2 separate regions of the Pan troglodytes genome follow, and region 1 is linked to region 2. A link is a contact called in public HiChIP or PLAC-seq data. All regions are on one chromosome and are shown on one strand. The core of a region is the stretch at or near the end of the contact, and the rest is flanking DNA. Distances in the headings are between cores, read along the strand shown.

Region 1 (4,667 bases), core at 788-3,287, 190 kb after region 2:
GGTGGGCGCCTATAATCCCAGCTACTCAGGAGGCTGAGGCAAGAGAATCGCTTGAACCTGGGGGTTGGAGGTTGCAGTGAGCCAAAATCATGCCACTTCACTCCAGGCTGGGCAAAAGAGCGAAACTCCAACTCTAAATAAATAAATAAGCTGCTCCTATAGGTCATGCTTTTCAGAATGTCAAGGAAGGGGCATCAGAAGGTTATCTGAAGTTTGAGGTATTTGTACTGAAAATGCAAAGGAACCAGAGGCAGTAGAATGTGTCTTCTTTCCTAGGTGGTGATTCCCAGGTCTGGTTGATCAAGACTGCAGTGCACACCAGGAACCTCAGAGAACTGTCACAGCAGCTCTCAGTGACACTTAGGGTACAGATGCAGCTTAAGTGACCAACCCTTTTTTATATCCATTTAGCACTCATTTTTCCCAAAAGAAGACCTGTTTGGGTCAATTTGTTACTGTCCCAGGGCAGGCTTTTGCACTGTGTCGCTTTAGAGGCAGGGGCGGAGGAAAACTTGGGACTGTAACATCAGTACTGCACAAAGCCCTCTTCCGTATACAGCATAAGCACTATTCTATAAAATCCCCAGCAAGCCCTTGTTTCCTTGCAGTCAGCTCCTTTTCTGCTGATTCTGCCCATTGCTCCCTTGCAACGTATTTTCATGCTTTCTCTAATGATTCTGCCTTTCTTTACTTACAACTGCCTTGGTAAATTTTTCTGCCACAGCGCCACTGGCCTCAGATAGTCACCACTCACCTGCAACAAGCCTGAGAGCCAATTAAGACAAGGCTTTCCCCAAATAGCACAAATTTATATACCACTACTGTAGTTACTTAATGTACTCATTTATCATTTTAAAATTACCTTATGTACCATCAATTACATGGTATAACTCTTACAGGAAAAACCAAATTAATGGAACGCTGCAATTCAATGTACCCCTTCCTCTGCCTCCAGCAGAAGCAACAGGGGACATAAATTCCAACTTTAGATGCTACTCTTATAGCATCTACAAGACTTACTATACTGTGTGTGTGTGTGTGCGTGCGTGTGTGTGTGTGTTACAGAGTCTCACTCTGTGTGTGTGTGTGTGTGTGTGTGTGTGTGTTACAGAGTCTCACTCTGTCGCCCAGGCTGGAGTGCAGTGGCGGGGTCTTGGCTCACTGCAACCTCTGCCTCCTGGGTCCAAGCGATTCTCCTGCCTCAGCCTCCCGAGTAGCTGGGATTGTACAGGCGCCCGCCACCACGCCTGGCTAATTTTTGTATTTTTATTAGAGATGGGATTTCACCATGTTGGCCAGGCTGGTCTCAAACTCCCTACCTCAAGTGATTTGCCCGCCTCGGCCTCCCAAATTGCTGGGATTACAGGTGTGAGCCACAGCGCCCGACCGTACTTCTTACACCTAAAAATGGTTCAAAACACCATAGAATAATTTTCAAAATAATTGAATTCTGAGTTAAAATTTTTCAGCACTTTCAGGGGCCTGAGCTTTTGCTATGAATCTGGATCTATTCTCAAGCCATGAAGTAGCGTATTTTTGACCATGTTGATTTGAAATTCATTCCGTTGTTTCCTTCTTTTTTAAAACCTAAGGGAAAAACAAACAGACATACACAGGATTTGAAAAGCTGGAAAGCAGTGGGTAGCGGCTGGGGTTAAGATGAGGGGTCAGATTAGAAGACGAGAAAGGAATCCAGTCCGCCCCAGACAGGACAAGTCCGGAAGGATGGAGGCAGCGTTTCCTTCCTCAACAGCCTAAACGCCTCTATTTTTTACATCCAAACTTAGGCCATATTTCTGCGGCGCCAAGAAAACGCAGTAAAAGCAAAGGCAAGATGTCCTTAAAAAAAAAAAAAGGTCACATTCACAGAATACCGAGGAGTCGGAGGCAGCTCTGCAACCCGTCCACTGAGACGCGGACACGCTCCCCCCAGCCCCGGCCCCAGGCCCGCGCCCCTTCCCCCGCCGGCGGCTCGGATGGGTCGCTAGGGGTCGCTGCGCGCCGCGCGGGCGAGGACCGGCCTTTCCCCCACCTCCACCGTCTCGCTGCTCCGCCCCCGCGGCGTAGTCGGCGCCAAAATCAAACGCGTCGTGGCCTGTCCCTCCCCTCTCCCCAAGCGCGGGCCCGGCCAGCGGAAGCCCCTGCGCCCGCGCCATGGTAAGGACTGAGGCTACGGTCCCGCGTCTTCTTCCTCCCTAGTGTGTGGGCTTCGCCGCCCCTCGGCTGCATGTGGATCCCGGCCTGGCGTTGACCGCCATTCCGGGCCTCACCGTGTAGGCGCCCGGCCCGGCCCCGCCGCAGCCACTCCGCACTCTGCGGCGTTCCCCGCCGCTCCCGTCCGGAGTCCCGAGGCGCGGGGGCATCCGCGGCCTCCCCGCCGGCTGCACCCCGCGTCTGTCCCCAGGGCCCGTTCGGGCGGGTTAGGTTAGAACGCGGGAAGCGTTCGCGAACGTGACCCGAGAACTTCACCAACCTGGATTTATCTGAAAGACCACGGGGCCCTTGAGAACCTGCGCTCCCTACGCCTCCAGCTTCGGCCCCGCGTGGTGTAGCCCCCCCCATTAAGAACGGGGAGAGAAAGCGCAAGTGGGCGGGAGGGACTGCGGGGAGCGAACGTCTTGATCCCAAAGCGCACTCCTGGTTTGTCACCATTGAGTGGTTTTCTGTATTGTAATATGTAGAGCACATTCCAGAACTGCTCAGTTTCGAGTTACCTAATGGATCTTCACTGTGTGCCAATTAGTCGATTTCTGTGAAAACGCCCCGGTTTCTGCCAAAGGGCAGGAGTCGCTGCTCTTGTGCCGGGCGCTGCTGGTTGTGTAGGGCGCTGTTGCTTTTTTAAGGACGCTCTGCACTGAATTAGGCTTCCTCGTGGGTCATGATCAGTTAAGTCCTGGTAAGATCGGCTTTGTGAGCTTAACGTCTTTCTGCTCATCAAATCATTTTCATAAACCTTCAAAGTTTCATGCCGTTTTTTCTGCTTCAGTTGGCGAAGAATCAACATCTGGTTAAATGGATCTAAGATTTTAATATCTTCATTTACTTACGTGGCCGTTAAATGTTGCCGAGCTAAGGGGGGCAGGGTGGGACACCAGGATCCAGTTGTATGGTATTTATTTGAAGATATTTGTCCAGATGTAGTTATAAATGATAACGGCCTCTTTGTGGTTAAACTAACAACCCAGCCACCTGGGCGTAAAGTGCTCTAAGAAGCCAAACAGGACTACAGTTAAAACAAATCTGTTAGCAGTGCCCTTCTGTGTTACAATTTTTCTCTGCAGAGTTGCTGGCCTCGTATAACTGACTTGGAGAACTGTGCAGCTCAAACGCGCCTTGTCCTTTTACCTAATCTATCTCTCTACACATGAATCACCTGCTAATACTAAATGTGTTAACTCTTTAGAAGCTTACCTCCGATAATAGAGAATCCTTTTAAAAAATTAAAGCTTTTGATAAGATGTGGACTTCTATTTTTTAATATGTGATCGAGAAATAAATTTAGTGTTGGTCAAAGGTAAACTTTTGATTGTTTATGAATTAATAGCTGTTTTCATTTGGTTAGGCATCCTAAGTAAATAGTTAATGAGTTCAGGCAATTTTTGAAATTGGAGAAGTGCAGTGCTGAACTCTGAGAGCAGCAGTGATGTCTACTTAATAATTCTTCATAATTTTATCGTAATTGATTAGTAGGGCTGGCTGTAGGAATTCCATAACTTCTAACTGAGAAGGTTCCTCAGATAACATGATTTTTTAAGTGGTTTAAAATACTTCCAGAAAGCTTCATAGTCCTTGAGTCAGGTTTTGAGTCTCCTGACTTACTAATTTGAATGCATCTCTAACTTATACTATCAGGTTTTTCCTAGTCTTAATTAAATATTAAATAAATCCTCATTGATTTTTTTTGAGAAGTTTCTAAATATGAGTATTAATATGGCATCTTTTTACATTAGTCATTTCAATTCTGGCTATGATACTCCTACTGTGGTTAATAATAGAAATTATTTCTAGTCATGAAAGAGACTGATGAATAAATCAGCCTGAAAACAAGGTAAATGGATGATACAGCTCATCCACATTTCTTGAGTAACTTTCATAGCTGCTGAGCTGAGTGTTGAGAGCTTTCCTAAAACTGGGTACCCCAGGACACTAGATTCTCCTCATTGCCTGCCTCTGGGGGGCAGATTCTTGTGGAGTGCAAGGAGCTGTTTCGAATATCAAAATGTTAGGAGTCTTTCCTAACACTTCAGGATCTGCTTTCTGCTAGTGCAGCGACACACTGAAATTCTAAAGGGATTCCCATTGCCCCGCAGCGCCCTTGACATGGCCTTCAGATTCTGGGCTGACAAAAGTAGTGTTCTCAACCCTGGGGCACAATTAAAAAATATGTTGGAGAGGATTTTTAAAATATGTTGGAGGATTTAAAAAATATGTTGCCCAGGTCCCATTCCAGAGATTTTTATTCCATTCATTAGAGATGAGCCTGGGCATCGGTATTTTTTAAAAACTCCTGAGGTGATTCTAATGTATGGCAGTTTAGGACCTATTGGACTAGAAAAATATGTTGAAGGAGTCTTCTAACTGTTATGAATTTCATGCTTGATTTGTCAGATACTGCAGAGGTGAGAATGAAGGGAGGCAAATAGAGCAGTCCTGGACGCTAGCTCTCA
Region 2 (4,506 bases), core at 1,537-4,036:
GGCAACATGGCAAGACCCTGTCTCTACAAAAAAAAAATTTGTTAAATTAGTCAAGCATGGTGGTACACACCTGTAGTCCCAGCTACTCAGAGAGGCTGAGGTAGAAGGATTACTTGAGCCCAGGAGATCAAGGCTTCAGTGAGCCATGTTTGTACCACTGCACTGCAACCTGGGGGGCAGAGTAAGAAAAAAAAAAAGAAAAAAGAAAAAGATGAAAGGAAAAAGAAAAAAAATTGGCAAGTATAAAGCCAAGAATTCCCTCAAATCATCATAGTCGTAAGTATACACACATATAATTTTGAAAAAGATTGGAATCAGAACTATCTACTGTTTTGAATCTCACTTAATATTATCAGTTAATATAATATTCTGAATATAATCGTCCTGCTCTTAATTATCCTTTAGAAAGACATTTTTCAATGACTGCATTCTTAGTATCTTTTAACTGACTTCTACAATGTTCATTGTTAATTTTTGTTAAAAGTGAAGATGATCTGTTTAGAATTTTCTGTTTTCTCAAACATGAAATGTATTAGGAGATGCCTATGTAGGGATGTCTATTCTATTGCTGGGTATACATATTTCTGCTTTAGGGATCTCCATTTGCAAATAAACATGTGTGTCACATGTTTACAAAATTTGTGCTTCAAAGCAGATTCAGGATACAGCATGTGAATTTTAAAAACAGAAATTAGGCTAGGCACAGGCTCACACCTGTAATCTCAGCATTTTGGGAGGCTGAGATGGGTGGATCACTTGAGGTCAGGAGTTCGAGACAGGCCTGGCCAACATGGTGAAACTCCGACGCTTCTAAAATACAAAAATTAGCCGGGCTTGGTGGTGAGCACCAGCTACTTGAGAAGCTGAGGCAGGAGAATGGCTTGAACCTGGGAGGCAGAGGTTGTAGTGAGCCAGAATCACACCTCTGCACTCCAGCCTGGGTGACAGAGTGAGACTCCATCTCAAAATAATAAATAAATAAACAAAATTTAAAAACAGAAATTAGATGATTTTTCTCTTTCTTTTTTTTTGAGTTGGAGTCTCGCTCTTGTCGCCAGGCTGGAGTGCAGTGGTGCGATCTTGTCTTACTGCAATCTCTGCCTCCCAGATTCAAGCGATTCCCTTGCCTCAGCCTCCCGAGTAGCTGGGACTACATGCGCATACCACCACACCTGGCTAATTTTTTTTTTTGTATTGTAGTAGAGACAGGGTTTCACCACGTTGGCCAGTATGGTCTTGATCTCCTGACCTCGTGATCCGTCCGCCTCAGCCTCCCAAAGTGCTGGGATTACAGGCATGATTTTTCTTAACAAAAAGGTTTTTTTGCTTTATGAAGAAATTTTCTTGTGTGTTTTATTTTGCATAAACCGTTTCCCTAGAATATGGAAATATCACTTGCTTTGTGAAAATTGGATGCATGTGAAACTTTTCAGAAATGAATTTATGACTTTTTAAAGGATGCATTTGTATGTACATATTTCAGTCTCAACCCGGAGATTAATATAATCATATTACCATAATGTGTATAGTAAAATCTCATTAATTCAAACATGCCACTGATCTTTAACTTTTAATAGCTCGAATACGGAATACATAATTGATCATAGGAGAAACCAGTACGGGGCATGTGTAATTTTTTTTATATACAATCTTCTTATGCCTTAGATGCAAGCTCATTAACTTGTTTCATTTTACCTTTTAGCGCCTATTTGTGGTGTGATTAGTATGATACGTCTGTAACCAAAAGTAACAAGATAGAGGTCAGGCAGTGGCTCACACCTGTAATAGCTGTACTTGAGAAGGCCAAGGTGGGCGGATCACTTGAGGCCAGGAGCTCAAGACCAGCCTGGCCAACATGGTGAAACCCTATCGCTACTAAAAATACAAAAATTAGCCTGGCTTGGTGGCTCACGCCTGTATTCCCAGCTATTCGGGAAGCTGAGACTCGAGAATCACCTGAACCCAGGAGGCGGAGGTTGCAGTGAGCAAAGATGGCACCACTGCACTCCAGCCTGGGCAACAGAGTGAAGCTGTGTCTCAACAAACAAACAAACAACAACAACAAAACCAAAACAAAAGGAACCAGGTGGCATGTGAACATTTAAATGTTTAATAAATATGCATAGTCTCATCTACACTTCCTCTTTTCTCCATAGAAACCGACTGAAATCATGAGTGAAATTTCATAAGCATCATGGCCTGATGATGCAAGACTGTATTTGAAACAATTCTTGAATTTCTGTGCACGAGATCATCTATAGCCAAATATTATTCCCATGAAGTCTCACCTCTGTTTCATACATCTTTATGGGCTTCTCCTCACTCCTACCTGGAGCCAGCTAGTGCTCTGTCAGTGCAAAATAACTGTTTAAATAGTATCTTAAGGAAAATAAATAGAGAAAAGGAAATAAGCCGAAGGGAATGATGGAATTCATTCTAAAGCCAGGTATTAACTCACTGGTAGAGAAGGGCGAGCGACGCAGTCCCTCGCCTGCGATAGCCACTGACCCCACTCAGGCTCGGGCGGCCCCTCTTCCATTCCCCCAAATCACTGCCGTCTTATTCCTGCCCAACCACCCTCGTCAATCTCTTTGAATCTGTAATTTAAAACAGGCATTCATGGACATTCTTCTTAGAAGGCCTAGTGCTAAGTCGCAGTTGTCAAGGGAACCGCGTGTCTGGAGGGAGAACAGGCTCTCCGGAGTTTCCCGGGAAACCACCCCCCGCAGAGGCAGGTGCGGCTGGCTGGGCCTCGCGGGGAAGCGCTCTCTGGGCGGAGTCGGGGCACTCGGGGCCTGGGGCGTGGTCGCCGGGCTGCCGTGCGCTCGGGATCAGTCTTTTTATACATATATATATATATATATATATACATATATATATATGTTATAAAATTCTAACTTCGGTGGAGTACTTTACTTTGATATTCCACTTGCAAAACAGAACCACTGATTCCTTCCTGCTTGACAAGATTGAGTCGCTATCGAGGAGCTGCCCGTGCTTTGGAAATGGTCCAAATCGACGAGGAACTGCCAAGGAGCCCCCTCAGACAGTAAGGTTCTGTTGGCCAGGGTCCTGGGGACAGACACGAGTGTTGGTGCGCGCGACTGAAACGGGAGCAGAGCAGTTGAATGAGCTTCTTACGCTTTGCATGGTGCGCAGAATATCCCACCGATACCCAGAAATCCAGTAGAAATAGGGACGAGTGTTGCTGCGAAAGAGCCTTTTACATTTGAAATGCATGTTAGGTTAACTGGAAAGGCGCCTGCCTCTTGTTTTGTTTCAGAAATACTGTTGGGAAAAGGATCCGATTTCTGCTCGGAGTGAAGGAAGTGGTCTCTGGAGAATTCCTAGGTCAGGGCTGGCATTTGCACCTTTTCATGGTCTTTCCCTGCACAGTCACTTCAGCGGCGGCGTCGCTGGGGCTGAGGCCGGGTGACTGCGGCTAGGCATGCGGATTTAGTTCCCCGCCTGTCATCTTTGTGGCTCCTTGTGGGGGAGGGGCGGGCGGTCTGACACAGTTATTAAACCTGGCAGCTGCGCTGGCGGCACTGAGGAGCATTTTGAGTGAGCTTGCAGAAAATGAGGGGCTTTCAGCTGGTCGCCTGCTTGTCACCTCTCGCTGCCTGAAAAGCAGCTCTCAGAGCGCTTTCCTGTCCTTCTAATTACAGCGGCGGGGGCAGTGCGCCCTTCGGGACGCAATTGGAAACGTGAGTATCTGTGTCCCCCGCACTGCTGGCAGGCGGCTAGGCGCTTAAAGCTTCCAGACCGGTGGCGGGGACGGAAAGGCAGGGATAGGAGAGGCGGGCGCGCGTGCGGCGGGGCTGCGGGAGGGCCCCGAGACGCGCGTCGCCACGCCTCGTCTGGAGGTGGTGCGCGCTGGCGAGGAGGCGACAGCCCGGAAGGCTGCAGACGGGGGCGTTGAGTGCAGGGTTGCCAGCGCCGGGCTTGGAACCGCCCTATGCTTTGGGGATCCACACACAAAGGAAATAACCTTGGCCTAGGCAGCCAGGGCAGGCAGCCCCGTCCCGCCCCCGATCTTTCCGGCCCTTTTTGAAGATGGAGAGAAGGCGCGTTTTACGGTTGGCTCGAAACGAGATGAGGCCAGTGTTACAGCCCGTGGGGACCTTTGTGCGCTGCGCAGTGGCGGCTGCGGCCGGTCCTGCAGGGACACGGGCGTGGCGGCGTCTCAGGGAGCGGCGCGCATCGCTGAGTCCGGGCCCCGGAGGGGGCGCGAACGGGTTTCTTTGAAATCTCAGCGCCTTTGGGATTTCAGAGCCCTGCAGGCCTCAGTCTCTCGCCGCTCCCAGAACTCGTTTCTTCCTTCTCTTCGCACAAGGGGTTTAACAGGGCAGACGTGAAGTGAAAAGACCTCAATTCCCTCCTTTCTCCCCAAAATATGAGTGTGAGGCGGTGTGGTTTTTTTTTTCCTTGCTATAGATTGCTAAAAGGAATCTTGAAGTTCAACTCAGTTTTATATTTAATTCCAGACAAGGTTTTAATTTTACA

What was found. HiChIP or PLAC-seq counts read pairs in DNA pulled down with a chosen protein or histone mark.
Region 1: an H3K4me3 HiChIP or PLAC-seq map of stem cell-derived excitatory neurons shows a contact between it and region 2, with 2.5 times the contacts expected there. The contact joins the promoter of MND1 here to the promoter of TRIM2 in region 2. A contact is called at or near these places in 1 of 7 Hi-C or Micro-C datasets (stem cell-derived neural progenitor cells) and 1 of 1 datasets of contacts at active chromatin or transcription factors (stem cell-derived excitatory neurons).

What each region holds. Positions count from the first base shown.
Region 1 is chr3:155,123,611-155,128,277 of NHGRI_mPanTro3-v2.0_pri, forward strand. It overlaps MND1 (meiotic nuclear divisions 1), which reads left to right and starts at 2,038. Exons shown (of 7, transcript XM_054683438.2): 1 at 2,038-2,157. The coding sequence starts at 2,155.
Region 2 is chr3:154,929,967-154,934,472 of NHGRI_mPanTro3-v2.0_pri, forward strand. It overlaps TRIM2 (tripartite motif containing 2), which reads left to right and starts at 2,787. Exons shown (of 12, transcript XM_063809108.1): 1 at 2,787-3,054.